Linked DNA regions of Mus musculus: regions 1, 3 and 4 are each linked to region 2. The links are chromatin contacts, called in public HiChIP or PLAC-seq and promoter capture Hi-C maps. All regions are on one chromosome and are shown on one strand. Each heading gives the region's core, a stretch centred on a gene start, on an enhancer-like site or on the middle of the called end of the contact. The rest is flanking DNA. Distances are from core to core; before and after follow the strand shown.

Region 1 (3,275 bases), core at 448-2,947, 540 kb before region 2:
CCTGGTTTCACAACCAAATGTAAGCAAAGAGGCAGTGAAGACATTAAACTAAAGTCTGTAGATAGGAAGAAGATCTTATTGGGAATAAAATTGGCAGGCCCTCTTACTCCCCCTCCCCCACCTTCCCCCCCTCCCCCTCTCCCTCCCCTCTCTCCCTCTACCTTCTCCCCTCTCCCTCTACCTTCTCCTCTCTCCCTCTACACTCTCCCCTCACCCCTTTCCCCTCTCCTCCACTCTCCCTTCTCCCTTCTGCTCTCCCTTTCTCCCTCCTCCTCTCCTCCCAGTCCCACCTCTCCCCCCACTCCTCCCTCCTCCCCCCACCCCCCCATTTCATGCCTGCAGGCACAGAGAAGAAGCAACATCTGAAAGAAGAAAAAAGATTTGATATGACAGCAGTATAGGGTGCTTTGAGATGATTCAGGCTGTCTGCATGGAATAGAAACTAGGTCCCTTGCCTGAAGTCGCTGATATTTATGGGAATATTAAGGTTCTTCCTGGCGAACAGGAATAAACCATAGACCATCTTCTTTCCTGGTGTGTGTAGAGCCAACTTGAGGCTTTCCTTAGGCATCAAGAATCCTCCCTGTTAGGACCTGCACTTCCATTTGGGGGACTGCAGCTATGAACCGAACACATGCTGCTGAGAACTCACCCTACTGTTGACACAAAATCCACAGCTATGATCCTAAAGAGAGTAAGGGATACTTCATTCTAAAGCCAGTTTGCATGACAATTGTCAGAGAACACAGATTTTCATCACTCAAATTCCTTGTTCCAATGAGGAATCATCTCTACAAAATCATTATAGCTTTACAAAAGAAAGAAAGTCACAAACCTGGGCAAGTTTAGGAGACATGGGCGGATACCTGAGAGAGGCAGCTGCATCAGCATCAGCATGGGGAAAGCTGCTCTCTAGACTCAAGGCATCATCTGCTGCCATGCTTAGCTCTTGGGGTGCAGCTAGCTGGTTGCTAAGTTAATAGATCCTATTGTCACAGATGGCAGTTCTGACACACAGGCAGGCAATGCATGGGTGTTCCATAGAGGTAGAACTTAGCACAAGATAAGGTGATAATGAGCCTCTGTCAGGACCTGCCATGCTCCAATCTCTCTAGAGAACTCAAATTCCCATTAGCCAGTCAGTCTCTGCAGACAAAGACTCTTTTCAGATTTCTTCCACTGTCAGACACAGGCAGCTGCCCTTCAGAAGTCAGTTAGCCAAGCAGTGCAAAGCACATCTCTGTTTATTATGTACCCATTCTAGCATGACAGGACACTTATATAGAAGCAGGCTAAAGCCTGTCAGCATTGCAGAATGTGTGCCTCCAGCATGGACATAGAATTGTTTTCTCTTACAAAGCCCAGGATAAGTGTTAGCTTTAACTCTCCTGGGGACTTGTGGTCTGTGCTTGTGCCCGGTCTTTTTGCCTTCATTACACATCCCTCTCCCACAGTCTCCTTTCAACATTAAAAAAGCAGAAACCACACCAGGACACCCTCTACCATGTTTATTTATAACAGTTAGGGGATTGCCCAGCAGGAAATGATTTTGCAAGCTAAAACCTATCAGTTCTATTTCCTAGAAATCACCCATTTCCCATCAGAACCCAGAGCACAGCTTGTATACATCACCATTTCCTAAGATGTGGGACCAGTCCTTGGTGGAAATAAATAGTTCAGCAAACAGTGGAGAGAACAGCAGACCAGGAAGGCAGCAGCCCTGCCCACCAGGAGCCAGCTACCACAGACACTGGCCTTTGCTCCAGCTCTGCAGGTAAGGCGTGATACTTTCTCTCTGGTGAACAGAAGGAGTCTTCACTGGGTTTGTGGTATTGTCTATGACCTAAGGTTTTGTTTTGGGGGGGGTGAGGATTTTTATCTGGGGCAGTAGATTGGACTCCAGGAACATTTCTGCAGTGCATGAAAATCTTCACTCTTATCTGGGTCTTTATGGCTATGGAAGCTGCAGGTGCCATGAGCGATGCTCCTGGAAAGCAAATGGAGCCTGCACCTTCTGACCCTCCACAGGTCCATACTGAGACCTTGCTAATTCAGGTGCTGATGTAGAAGCCAGGAGGGGACAGTATTGTTACAGAGTCCCTCAGCAGATTGAGAACCACTGCTATGCTCATATCAGACTGCAGAGGCCTTATGTTCAGGGACACCACTTCCCTTGGAAATTCCATGGAAAGGAAACCAGGGCCACACTCTCTCCTAGACAGGTATAATATAGTAAGAACCCGGAAATCCCACCTACTTGCCCAGTGATTGGTGTCTTTATTCATTAGAAGGTTTACAGCAGTCACCTGAGTCCTTCCAGAAGACCCCTCTTGGAAGAGAAGAATTAGCACTAAAATACAAACAGCACCAGGACCATCCACAACAGAACTGAGCTGTCAAAGCCATTGGCAAGATCTTAAAAACTAAAGAAGAGAAGGGAAGAACAAGCTCTAGGAAAATGAGAGTGGAGGAAAAGACAGCAGCTTCCAAACAATGAGCAGTAAGTGTCTGATATTTTCATTTTTCATTCTCAGCACTATAAACAGAGATGAACTAAAGGCCCTGGTTAGTTGATAATTCAGTGGTTTTTGTGGTTTCTTGATAAGACAGGTATAATATAGATAAGACAACTACTCAGCTGCTGACTCAATTCTACTGCTCCACCAACAGACTAGCCTGTGTTCTGTGGAGATAATCTTGAAATAAAGTACTATCCGATGCTTTTCCAAAGAAATGGTTGCCTCAGTTTGACAAACAGTAAAGGTGGCTGAAGACCCTGGCTCCTCTGCAGACATGTCAGTGCCCTGGGGACATGAGGCAAAGCTCCAACACCTTCCTCCCCTGCTCTCCTTTCTCCAACATCTCCCAGTCTCTTATCCCCTCCATCTTCTCTTAGCTCCTTCATCCTGTCCCCTCATCCTCCCATCATACAGCCCATCTACCTTCCACTTCCACATTCCTTCTTCTCCTGTCCCATTGTCCTCTCCGTTCCCCACTCCTCCCCCTCCCCATCCCACTCCTAAGGTATCTGCATTTCCTCTGATCTCTCCTACAGTCTGCAGAGGCTGAAAAGGGGCAGCTGTCTTCAGAAAGATCACAAACCATCACTTGTAGGGTTTCATGGTACCTGTGACTCCCAGGACAGGTGTGTATAGAGGAGATGGCCCTTTGGACATTTGTCACATCTACTCCCATGTTGAAGATATTATATATTACAGATATTATTGATAATTATGTAACATGGTCCTCTTGACAGATTGCCCACAGAAGTTTAC
Region 2 (3,387 bases), core at 303-2,802:
TATACAACTCCTGCCCAGAAACACTGCCATAATGCAGTGCTCAGTGTGGGACAGGAAGACAACTACATTATTAATGCAGTTGCAAGGTCTTTTATCACCCAGTTAAAGCCAACCGAGTCATCTTTTGGAGCCACGTGTAAATTCACAAACTTAGGCTACTACATTGATCACTAAAAGCAGCCCTTGGTGCTGACAGTTCTATAAAATACACTCCAGTCATGATATTGTGCACTGTTTATATTACACACTGCATGTTTCACAGGTAGCCTGAAAAGTGAAACAGATTATTCCAGAACTCAGTCCCCAAAGATATCAAAAAGATATTTCCAAAAACACCCAAACTACTGCTTGCTACAAGCCTCACCCAGTATTCACCTTTCGGTTACATTTCAGGTCCTTGGTTACCATGAAAATTTTTGCCTAGAAAACTTAAAATGTTTATACCAATGAATTTCCAACTCAGCGATCCTACTTTACAACAGGTTTGAAAAACATATCTCAAGTTGCTTAACTCTTGAACTGCATCCTTTCCTACTGACTTACAGTGAGGTTCCTCAGAAAACTAACAATCAAAGATTCAGAAACTCAGGAGCGAACTCCCAAGTAAGTCTCTTTCACCCGATGACGTCTTTCAACACTTGATCACCATAATACTTAGGGCATCATATATCGGTAACTAACCCTTTAATCACAAGTCTACTCATAAAAGCAAGGACTATTACAGATCATAGACTCCCAGTCATCCATTTGGGCAAGTCTTCAGGACACTGGCTCTGTCCTGAAGGCAAAGTCACAAGGGCAGCTCATCTCTGCTAGGCAATCCACACCAATTTGGTGTGCTGGCTGGAGATGCACACAGATTTGGCTGAACGAAAGCCCCTTAAGCAAAGACCCTTCTTCGCAAGGTCCAGACGACCTAAAAGGGGAGGGGCACAAAACATGGCCTGGGCCACCCACCCCCTAGGGCCAGCCTTGGTCACCTGCCAATAAACACACAACAGTCCTTCCCAGGGCTCCAGCCCGCACCTCGCTGAGGCCTTGTCCCCCTCCAGATCCTCGGAGGCATCCAGGGGTCCCGCGCCATTTGGCAGGCCCGGGTCGCTCCCGAGACGCCGGCCCGCGTGGATACCTCCTGTCTTCTCCCGGGCTTCGAACGCGGAACGGGACCTGTCAAAGGCCGCTCCTCCTAAGGCGGGGGTGCGGAGAGGCCCGCGTGGACAGTTCTCTGCCCGGGCTCGGCGTCGCGGCCTGCTCCCGGCGCCCGCGCGGGCCTCGCGCAAGAGGCGGGCCGGGCATCGCCGTCCCCCGGGCCCGGACACAAAGCGGCCCAGCAGGGAGCCCGCCTCACCTGCAGCACTGGGCGCCGCGGGCCTTCCAGAACCATCGGACCCCGCTCCGGCGCGCGCGTCACAGCCCAGGCCTCCCGGTGCCGCCCGGCGCCGCCGCCGCCGCCGCCATTTCCTGCCGCTCGCCGTCGTCTCGTTCCCGCTGTCAGGTTACTCCATTCACCTGGGCCCGGAGCCGCCCGCGCCGCACCGCGCCGCGCCCCGACCCCTCCCGCCCGCGCCTGCGGAGACTGCGCAGCGCCCTGCTCGCCCGCAGCCCGCGCTCGGCCCGCGGCGACGGCGCACAGCGGCTTGGAGAATCCCACCGGCGTCGCGCCGCCGCTCCGCGCCCCCTCGCTCGCTCGCCCCGCGGCCGCATGAAAGCCGTCCTGTGATTGGACGGAGCGCGGAGGTGAAAGGTTAACCCCGGCCCCCCAGCCACTCAGAAGCCGGGAGACAGCAGACTCGGGCCGAGGCCGCGTCGGAGGCCCAATGCGAAGACCGAGCTCTGCAACGCAGTCAGCCAGCCTGCCGGCCGGCCGGAATCCTGAACGCGCCGCTGGGGCTACGCAGTCCCAGCTCCCGGCTCCTTTCCCTTCCTGATGATGGCACACATCGCCCCCATCCGCAAGCCCCGCTGCACCGCTCTTTTGGTCCAAAGAACTGATCTCTTTGGGCAGCCCTCAAAACCAACTTGAATAACCAGAAAATGCCCGCGGCGTGCAAACTTGGTTTTATAAGGCTGAGCTTTCTGCTGCGTCTTCTTGCTGAGATCAGAGGAGTAAAGAGACCGACTTAAAGAAAACCATCTTAGTGTAGGACCCTCCCCCACCTCCGTGTAGGCATCTTGGAAAAAGACTCCGGAATAGACTGGTACTCCAGGTGAGGGATGGACGCTTCTAGCCCCGGGCTTCTCTCAGCCACTGGAAGCGCTTACCTGTCCGTCTGAACTATGTCCAACAGTCCCACGTAGTGGTTGTTACCTCTCCAAATTAAGGCTAATCTTTAATAAGTGCAAGTGATTTGTTTATTTGAATAAATACTAGTGTCATTTGTTTCAATTTTTTTATTACTGTTATTTCGAAAGTAGGTCTCACTATGTAGACCAGGCTGTCCTCAAACTCCGCCTGCCTCTGCCTCTCAATTTTTGGGTTTAAACGTGTGTGCCACGCCGGGCGTGGTGGGGCACGCCTTTAATCCCAACACTTGGGAGGTAGAGGCAGGCGGATTTCTGGGTCCGAGACCAGCTTGGTCTACAGAGTGAATTCCAGGACAGCCAGGGCTATTACACAGAGAAACCCTGTCTCGGGAAAAAAAAAAGATATTTTTTTAAAGACTAACTCCTTGTCCATTAGCAGATGTTTCTGATTTCTTTACCTTTAACTTGGAGGCAATATGGTCCATTTGTTTTGTTTTGTTTTGTTTTGTTTTGTTTTTCGACACAATGTTTCTCTGTATAGCTCTGGCTGTCCTGGAACTTGCTCTGTACACCAAATTGGCCTTGAACTCATAAAGATCCAACTGCCTCTGCCTCCCAAGCACTGGGATTAAAGGCGTGCACCACATCCTCGGCTGTCTTTCAAAAAAAAAAATGGATTTGGACTATCCCAGCATGAGGAGGAGGAGGTTACCATAGCAAAATCACAGATCAAGGCCAGCCTGAGCTACATGCCAAAGCCCTGGCACATACATATATGATATATATACTATATTTGTATCATGTATATGATGTATGTATTATATATGATATCTATCATATATATGTATCATGCTAGATATTATGTATAATGTATATGTACCATCCAATGTATAATATAATTAATATGTACTATATAATGTATATGGTATATGTGATATATACCATATCATACATATATGTGATATATATGCATGTATATATGATATATATCCATATCCACAAAAGCTCACGTTTACATATGCAGTTGGACAGTGTCCTGCTCTCAAGAACATTAACTAACAGAAACACAGCTGCAGAAGAGACTCCTCCCACATGATTCACTCAACCCACACGAGTTGCCCCTGGAAAGACCCTCCCTCACCA
Region 3 (3,003 bases), core at 240-2,739, 700 kb after region 2:
AGTCATGGTTCCATTTATAGAGTTTTCTTGAAGTGACAGAAGTACAGAGATGGGAACAGACCAGTCGGGGACCATGAACACTTAGATTCCAGGCGGCTGGGGCAGCGGGGCAAGCAATAAAGCTTTGAAGAGATGGCCCTCAGGGCTTAAAGACCATTGCTTAGTCTGTGTAATTGTGAGCCTGAGCCTTTCATGGCTGGGCCATTTCTCCAGCTCCATTTATTCTTTCTGTGTGACTGCATGGAGGAGGCATTGTTGTTTAAGTTGTACACCACACATGCACACACACATACACACAATGCACACATACATACATATGCACTCACACATATGCACACATAAACACATAGACAAACACACACACACCTACAAACCTCTGCAAGAATGGCTTCATGGTGAAAGTGCAGTGGATGTGAAGGTTCTGGGTGGGCTGAGGAACTGCCAGGCCATAGAGCAGTCGTTCTCAACCTTGGCATCACGACCCCTTTGGGGTCAAATGACCCTTTCACAAGAATCGCATATCAGATATCCTGCATATCAGATATTTACATTACGAACCATAACAATAGCAAAATTACAGTCGTGAAGTAGCAACGAAAATAATTTTATGTTCAGGGATCACCACAGCATGAGGAACTGTATTGAAGGGTTGCAACATTATGTCGGTTAAGACCCGCTGCTGTAGCCCGGTGGGAACCAGTGGGGTTCCGGGGGGCACTGAGACTGAAGGCCAGTGCTTGGCCTGGAAGGGTGCAGAAGTGATAGATGCCAGAGTGAGGGAGCGAGGAAGAGTTGAGCCTGGAAGAGTTAGAGACCCAGGAAGCAAGAAAGGAAACAAACCGGAAGCACGGGGCAGGAGGTGGGAAGGAGAAAAGGAAGGGGGAGGGGGGAAAGAGACTGGAGGGATGGACACACACACTCCCAGAGAGCAACAGGCCCCTCTGGGTACCTCTGTGGCTCCCTTCACTGCATCGATAACCGTGACTTGGGCTACTTTTCTGGTAACTGAACCACAGGCACTGTTTGCAGGTTATGTATGCGATTCACTCCATGGTCTCCACTAAGGGCCTTCCTACAGCTCATCCTGTGGAGACATAATCCCTAGGTTCCGTTACTCCCATTCTACAAACGAGGATACTCAGATTCAAACGAGCACTAATTCACCCAAACCGCACAATACAAAAATGCTAGACTTTCCGCTTTGTTCTGCTCAGTTCAAGAGCCAAGCCTTCAGAAGTGTAGGAGCAGGGTTGCCACCGAAAGCCAGACACATCTACTCAAACAACTCCCGGAAAGCACTTTTGGGGCTGGAGTCAAGTGCCCTGGGAAGGGCACCCATCGCCCCAGCTGGCTCGCCTCAGACCTCACTTTCCCCATTTGGCCAGGGTAGAGAGAGGACTGCTAGAAATCAAGGGTCTGGCTTGGCCCGCCCTCGGGGGTGTGGTTGGGAGTGGTCACGTGGAGGGGCGCCGCGCCCGGGGTCTCCCGCCCACTTGGAGGCGTCTGGAGCCGAAGCCTGGAGCCAGCCAGGGCGCTGAGAGGGCTGGAGACTCGCCACCACGCCAGGGCTGCTGAGGTCACGGTCGCCGGGGCCCGAGGGCACCTGCTCGCGGTTCCGCCCGCTCTCTGATAATTGTGCGGGAGGCTGGACTCGCAGCGGCGACGGCGACGACAGCAGCAGCAACAGCGAGGACTGGAGCAGGGGCAGCAGCAGCAGCAGCAGCAGCAGCAGCAGCAGCCACACCAGCCGTGACACCATGGATCTGTCTTTTATGGCCGCTCAGGTAACCTGGAATCTTCCCCCCACGCGTCCTAGGGTCTCCAAGTTTGCAGGACCCCAGCCTCGCTGTCCTCCCGGGTGCATCTCTTGCATCCGTGGCCAGGTCCTTTGTCCCGAGCCGGGGAGCCCCACCTGGTGTACGTACTCGGGAGCTTGACTGTCCTGGATGGAGTGGCCCATACCCCTTGCACATCGAGGGGTGCAGTAGGGCTGTCTCCACTGAGCACCCCTACTTCTGAGAAAGACAGTTCCGAGGAGCCTGGGCAGTTGAAGTGGCCCCTCCCTGCCCAACCCCCACCCGCTGTTTGCTCTGGAGCCCCTGGACTGGCAGAGGGGAAGCTGCTCTCCCCATTCTGGTTTTGCTCGGCGCTGGTACTTGTTGGTGTCCTCTGGGAACCCCCCACCCCCTTTCTTCTCCACTGTGGGTGGGACTTTAGTCTCTAGCGCTCAGGAAGGCAGTGTGACAGGGCTTTGTGATAGAGATGCATGGTTTAAAAGCATTTTTGCTTTGTGCTGGGTTTGAGCAGGGAACCACCATCCGTCCCCACACAAAACAGGTTCCTCGTGGCAGGCGGACAAATGACCTCTTGGCGCTCTGCCTGGTCTCCGCTGCAGGAGAATCCCCTGAGTTGTGATCCTTGGTGTTCTCTTGAGCCAGAACAAAGACACACACCCTTTTCTGGGATTGTGTGTGGCCCCTGGGAAGACCCAGAGTCGACCATGGGTAAAGGCTACATTTGGCCGGACACAAGTCCCAAACCATGATATTTCACCTTCTGAGGTTGTGCTGGGAGCAGAGTGATAGGGGCGACATCCTGTCTCCTGGGTGCTTGTCAAGGACCTGCCCCCCCCCCCCCAACACTGCTGCTTGTTTTCCGGAGTGATGTTCGAAGGCACACTTTCGCCAGACTTTTGCCGGTGTGTTGGAAGTCTGTTTAAGATGTAACTTCAAAAGCCAGACTGGATATGGAGGGTTGTTCCCAAACGGGAACATCAAAGGAGCCAAAGTCCCCAAGTTGGCTCTGGGGAGTCAGGACCCCAGGCTTTGGGCTAGCTCTGAAGCAAGCAAGCTGTGAGCTCTAACAGCTCCTGTAACATGACCCAGCTAATCATATTCAACCCGTGTGTAAATACCATCATGTGCAAAACAGTCACTACCACTCTCGATGTAGGTGGGCTTAGCTGAGTGCTAACTGAAGAAAGAGAAAGCTCACAGGATGTCT
Region 4 (3,407 bases), core at 65-2,564, 930 kb after region 2:
TGACGCTGCGGCTTCGGCTCCCGAGCTTTTGCAACATTTGCGTTTACGACCTGTCGATCTATCACGTGAAGCAAAAGGGCAAATCTAAACAGCACTACTGGGGCCATTCACAACCTCACGCAAGCAGAGCAGGCAAACTGGCAAGAGGGGCCTTCGCCTAACTTTCTTTCAGTGAATGAAGACAACCAACCCAGCAAACGCAAATATACCAGCATCCAGACCAAAATAAATAACTGGGGATTTCTGTCACCTCCTCTTCATCTTTAATTTTTCTTAACGTCATCCACAGAAATAGGGTTTGTTTGCCTAGGAACACCGCAGACACTCGCAGCCCAAGAGGCAAGGGTGGCCACGTACTTTCCTGGGCCTGCCTCACAAGCGCCCCCCCCCCCCCCCAACCAATGACTCGATTGTTTCGCCCCGTGTGTGCCTCCATTACACCGTTTAAGCCGGAGCACGTGATCTAGGAGCGCAAACTTGCTACACTTTACACACTTCCCTGAGCCGGGCCACACTTGAATCTAAACAATTCCCAAAGGAGAACCGAACGTGCCCGATGCTGGATGACAGTCGCTCAGGTCTCGCCCTGGGGAGAGCCAGTTCCTACCCCTGCTGGCTGACAGCAGCTTACCCATTTGTCCAAGGGGACCTGGGCAAGGGACCCGGTGCCCTGGTACAGATCCAGGCTCAGCTGCTCCAGGCTCAGCTTCTCCTGCAGGAAGTGGCCCAGGTACCTCTGTAGGAGGTAGCGACAGGCCCTCTTCTTGATGGATTCTGAAAATGGCCAAGGCATGGTGAGGGCTGGCGGCTCGAGGGAGCCGGGGCTGCACGCGGCGGCGACTCGGGGGATCCGACCTGGGCTCCAGGCAGCGGCAGCGCCTCAGGGTCGGCCCGGCGGCGTCCCCAAGCCGCGGTGGGGATCTAGGTTCGCGGTGGCCGCTGCATGTCGGTTCGGCGCCGCCGTCCCTCAGGGCAACCCCATGGCCCGCGTCGCGACGCTCGCACTAGGCCCGGCGGGGACTGGGCGCTGAGCAGAACCGGGCGCCCCAAGCCGGGAGCTTCCGAAGCGCTCCGTCGGTAGGGAGACAGAGGGACAGACAGAGAGGGCTGGCGGCTGAGGCGAGACAAGACTCCGACGCGGCGCGACTAATTTGTTGTCATCTACTGGGCGCGCTCCCGCCTGAGACACGCTCCTGGCGCGTTCGCGAGACCCAGACTCCCGGCACGTACTCGAGCAACGGGCACAAGCGGAAGTGACGCCATATTGCGGGGCTGGAAAGGCAGGAAAAAAAGAGTCCGGGCCGGAGCATTTCCGGTGGTGAATGGGCGGGGCAACTGCGGGGGCGGGGGTGGTGCCGGCGCCGCGATCCTGGCCCCAGCAGTCTCCGGACGAGGAAGGATAAGAACATGGGCGCTCGCAGGTGAGTGGGCGGGCTGGCTGCGGCCCGTGGAGCCTCACCTTGCAGTCGCGGCCGGGTGGTGGGCGCCGGCGGACGCCCGGACTAGGGCTGACGGAGGTCTGGGGGCGGGTCCGGCCTGGGCTGTCCTGCGGGAAGTGATGCGGGGATGCAGGGCGAGGACTGGAGACCCGGCGTTTCTGTCCGGGTTCTGACCGATGCCTATTGTCATCAGGTTGCCCCCCCCCCCACCCCCTTGCCGGCTTTGTTTGCAAAGCATCTAGTAGTTTGCCGTTTGCAGAGCGCCACGCCGACGACCAGGAAACTTGGGATCGGGGCGATTGCGGGCAGTACGGTTTCCTCTGTTAAATCCTGGCGCTTCCCGACCCGCTGAGGGGCTGCTGCCTCCTGGAAGACTTTGTGCTCTCCGCAGGCTCTGCGCAGCCCGATTTTTATCTTTTAGGGAGACAGTCTGTGAAGAGGCGCAGCTGGCTCCTTAGGAGGGCAGCCCCTAAAGGCCCGGAAGTCTGCTGTCCTGGGTTAGATTCCTGACACTTGACACTGGGCCACCTTGAACCTATGCTACCCTCTCTGAGCCTACATTGCCACCTCAGCCAGGTGTGAGCAGATTAATATCATAAACTCGAAAATTGAGGCAAATGAAATGACGTGTGCCGGGAAGGAACCTAAACCGAGTCCTGGATTGAGGAGACCGAATTAAGGAATTCTGGCCCGTGAATGGGGCATCCTCAAAATGGGTTCTTTTGGTTTAGTTGGATTGGGTTTTGAGACAGTCTCTCACTGGGTAGGTAGTTGAGGTTGACTTTGAACTTATGTGGCCCAGACTGCCCTAGAAATTAGGGTCTCCCAAATGCTGAAATGTCAGGCTTGCACCACCACACACCATTCGGAGTCTTTATGTGCTTTGTAAGAAAGGGCCTCTTATTTTTAAAAGATGATATTTTAGTTGGAGACTTGGAGGTAGAAAGATACATGAACGTCTGAGTTATTTTTCAGATAAGAACACCACCTGCAAGGCTTACCACATGCGTAATGCTTGGTAAGTACCAGGAATTTGAGGAGGGAAGACAGGAAGGAGTGTAGCCATCGCAAGGAATGATGGAACTTTTGCTCTGGGTGAAATAAAAAGAAATGCTACATAATCTGGCCTAAGACTGCTAACTACAGTGTTGCTAATAGTGGAATGTTGGGCTTAGAAGACCAAAGGTGAAAACAGCCAGGGCAGTGCTGAAGGACAGAGCAGTAATCCAAATTCTGTGGTTTGGCCTGGAGGAAAGCCCTGAAGACTAGAACCGGTTGGGTCTAGGCATATTTTGACACTAATAAGACATGCTTACCCGGCATCAGGTACACAGTTTTATCCCAGCACTAGAGAAACAGATGCAGATGGCTCTCTCCTTAAGTTGAAGGCCAGCCTGGTCTACATGGGGAGACCCTGGCTCAAAGAGACTCTGAACCTTACAAGTAAATAATGACAGTACTCTCTGTACTATAAACAGAGCTGGGTGGGAAGTCCCAGCAGGACCTTGTGTATCAGGCTTTAGGAGGTTTGAACTGGACTTTAGGCTCTGTTTGGTGACTGCTTGATATGGTTTCCTGAACACAGTATAAAATAGCACAAGCTGTCCAGAGGATGCCTGCATCTCCAGATACCGAAGGAAGAAAGTGAGACTCCCACAAAGCAAGCGTACTGCACCAAAAGTGTTAAGGGTGTTGCCTTGAACACTTATACTTTCTAGGAGAAATTTAGCATAGTTAAGAGTTGAGAACTGTCATCACACCTTTAGCGGAAGTGGGATTCAAACTCCCAAGTCACAGGGCTCTTTTAATGTTTATAAAAGGCGGGTTCCTAATGCAGAATGCTGGCACCTTAGCATTAATTGAATAAGATGAAGATAATTACCCAACCAAGTACAGTCAACTTTGTAAAAATTATAAAGGAATTCCCAGTGGCAGCTTGGTATATCCCAGAAACCAAGGACGTTGAGT

The links. Promoter capture Hi-C pulls out the DNA fragments that hold promoters and counts their contacts. HiChIP or PLAC-seq counts read pairs in DNA pulled down with a chosen protein or histone mark.
Region 1: an H3K27ac HiChIP or PLAC-seq map of large pre-B cells shows a contact between it and region 2, with 2.3 times the contacts expected there. The contact joins the promoter of Serpina3f here to the promoter of Dicer1 in region 2. A contact is called at or near these places in 1 of 39 promoter capture datasets (liver) and 1 of 115 datasets of contacts at active chromatin or transcription factors (large pre-B cells).
Region 3: a contact with region 2 is called in a promoter capture Hi-C map of hippocampal neurons, with 6 times the contacts expected there. The contact joins the promoter of D430019H16Rik here to the promoter of Dicer1 in region 2. A contact is called at or near these places in 2 of 39 promoter capture datasets (the C10 cell line and hippocampal neurons).
Region 4: a contact with region 2 is called in an H3K4me3 HiChIP or PLAC-seq map of bone marrow-derived macrophages, with 3 times the contacts expected there. The contact joins the promoter of Gskip here to the promoter of Dicer1 in region 2. A contact is called at or near these places in 4 of 39 promoter capture datasets (the 3T3-L1 cell line, cranial neural crest, liver and 1 more), 3 of 484 Hi-C or Micro-C datasets (B cells, the G1E-ER4 cell line and uterus) and 6 of 115 datasets of contacts at active chromatin or transcription factors (bone marrow-derived macrophages, extraembryonic endoderm stem cells, large pre-B cells and 3 more).

What each region holds. Positions count from the first base shown.
Region 1 is chr12:104,212,847-104,216,121 of GRCm38.p6, forward strand. Serpina3f (serine (or cysteine) peptidase inhibitor, clade A, member 3F) reads left to right here and starts at 1,698. Exons shown (of 6, transcript NM_001168294.1): 1 at 1,698-1,774; 2 at 2,289-2,500.
Region 2 is chr12:104,750,400-104,753,786 of GRCm38.p6, forward strand. It overlaps Dicer1 (dicer 1, ribonuclease type III), which reads right to left and starts at 1,553. Exons shown (of 27, transcript NM_148948.2): 1 at 1,349-1,553.
Region 3 is chr12:105,452,367-105,455,369 of GRCm38.p6, forward strand. It overlaps D430019H16Rik (RIKEN cDNA D430019H16 gene), which reads left to right and starts at 1,490. Exons shown (of 2, transcript NM_001252508.1): 1 at 1,490-1,784. The coding sequence starts at 1,758.
Region 4 is chr12:105,684,038-105,687,444 of GRCm38.p6, forward strand. Gskip (GSK3B interacting protein) reads left to right here and starts at 1,315. Exons shown (of 3, transcript NM_178613.3): 1 at 1,315-1,421. The coding sequence starts at 1,408. Atg2b (autophagy related 2B) reads right to left here and starts at 1,204. Exons shown (of 42, transcript NM_029654.4): 1 at 632-1,204. The coding sequence starts at 793.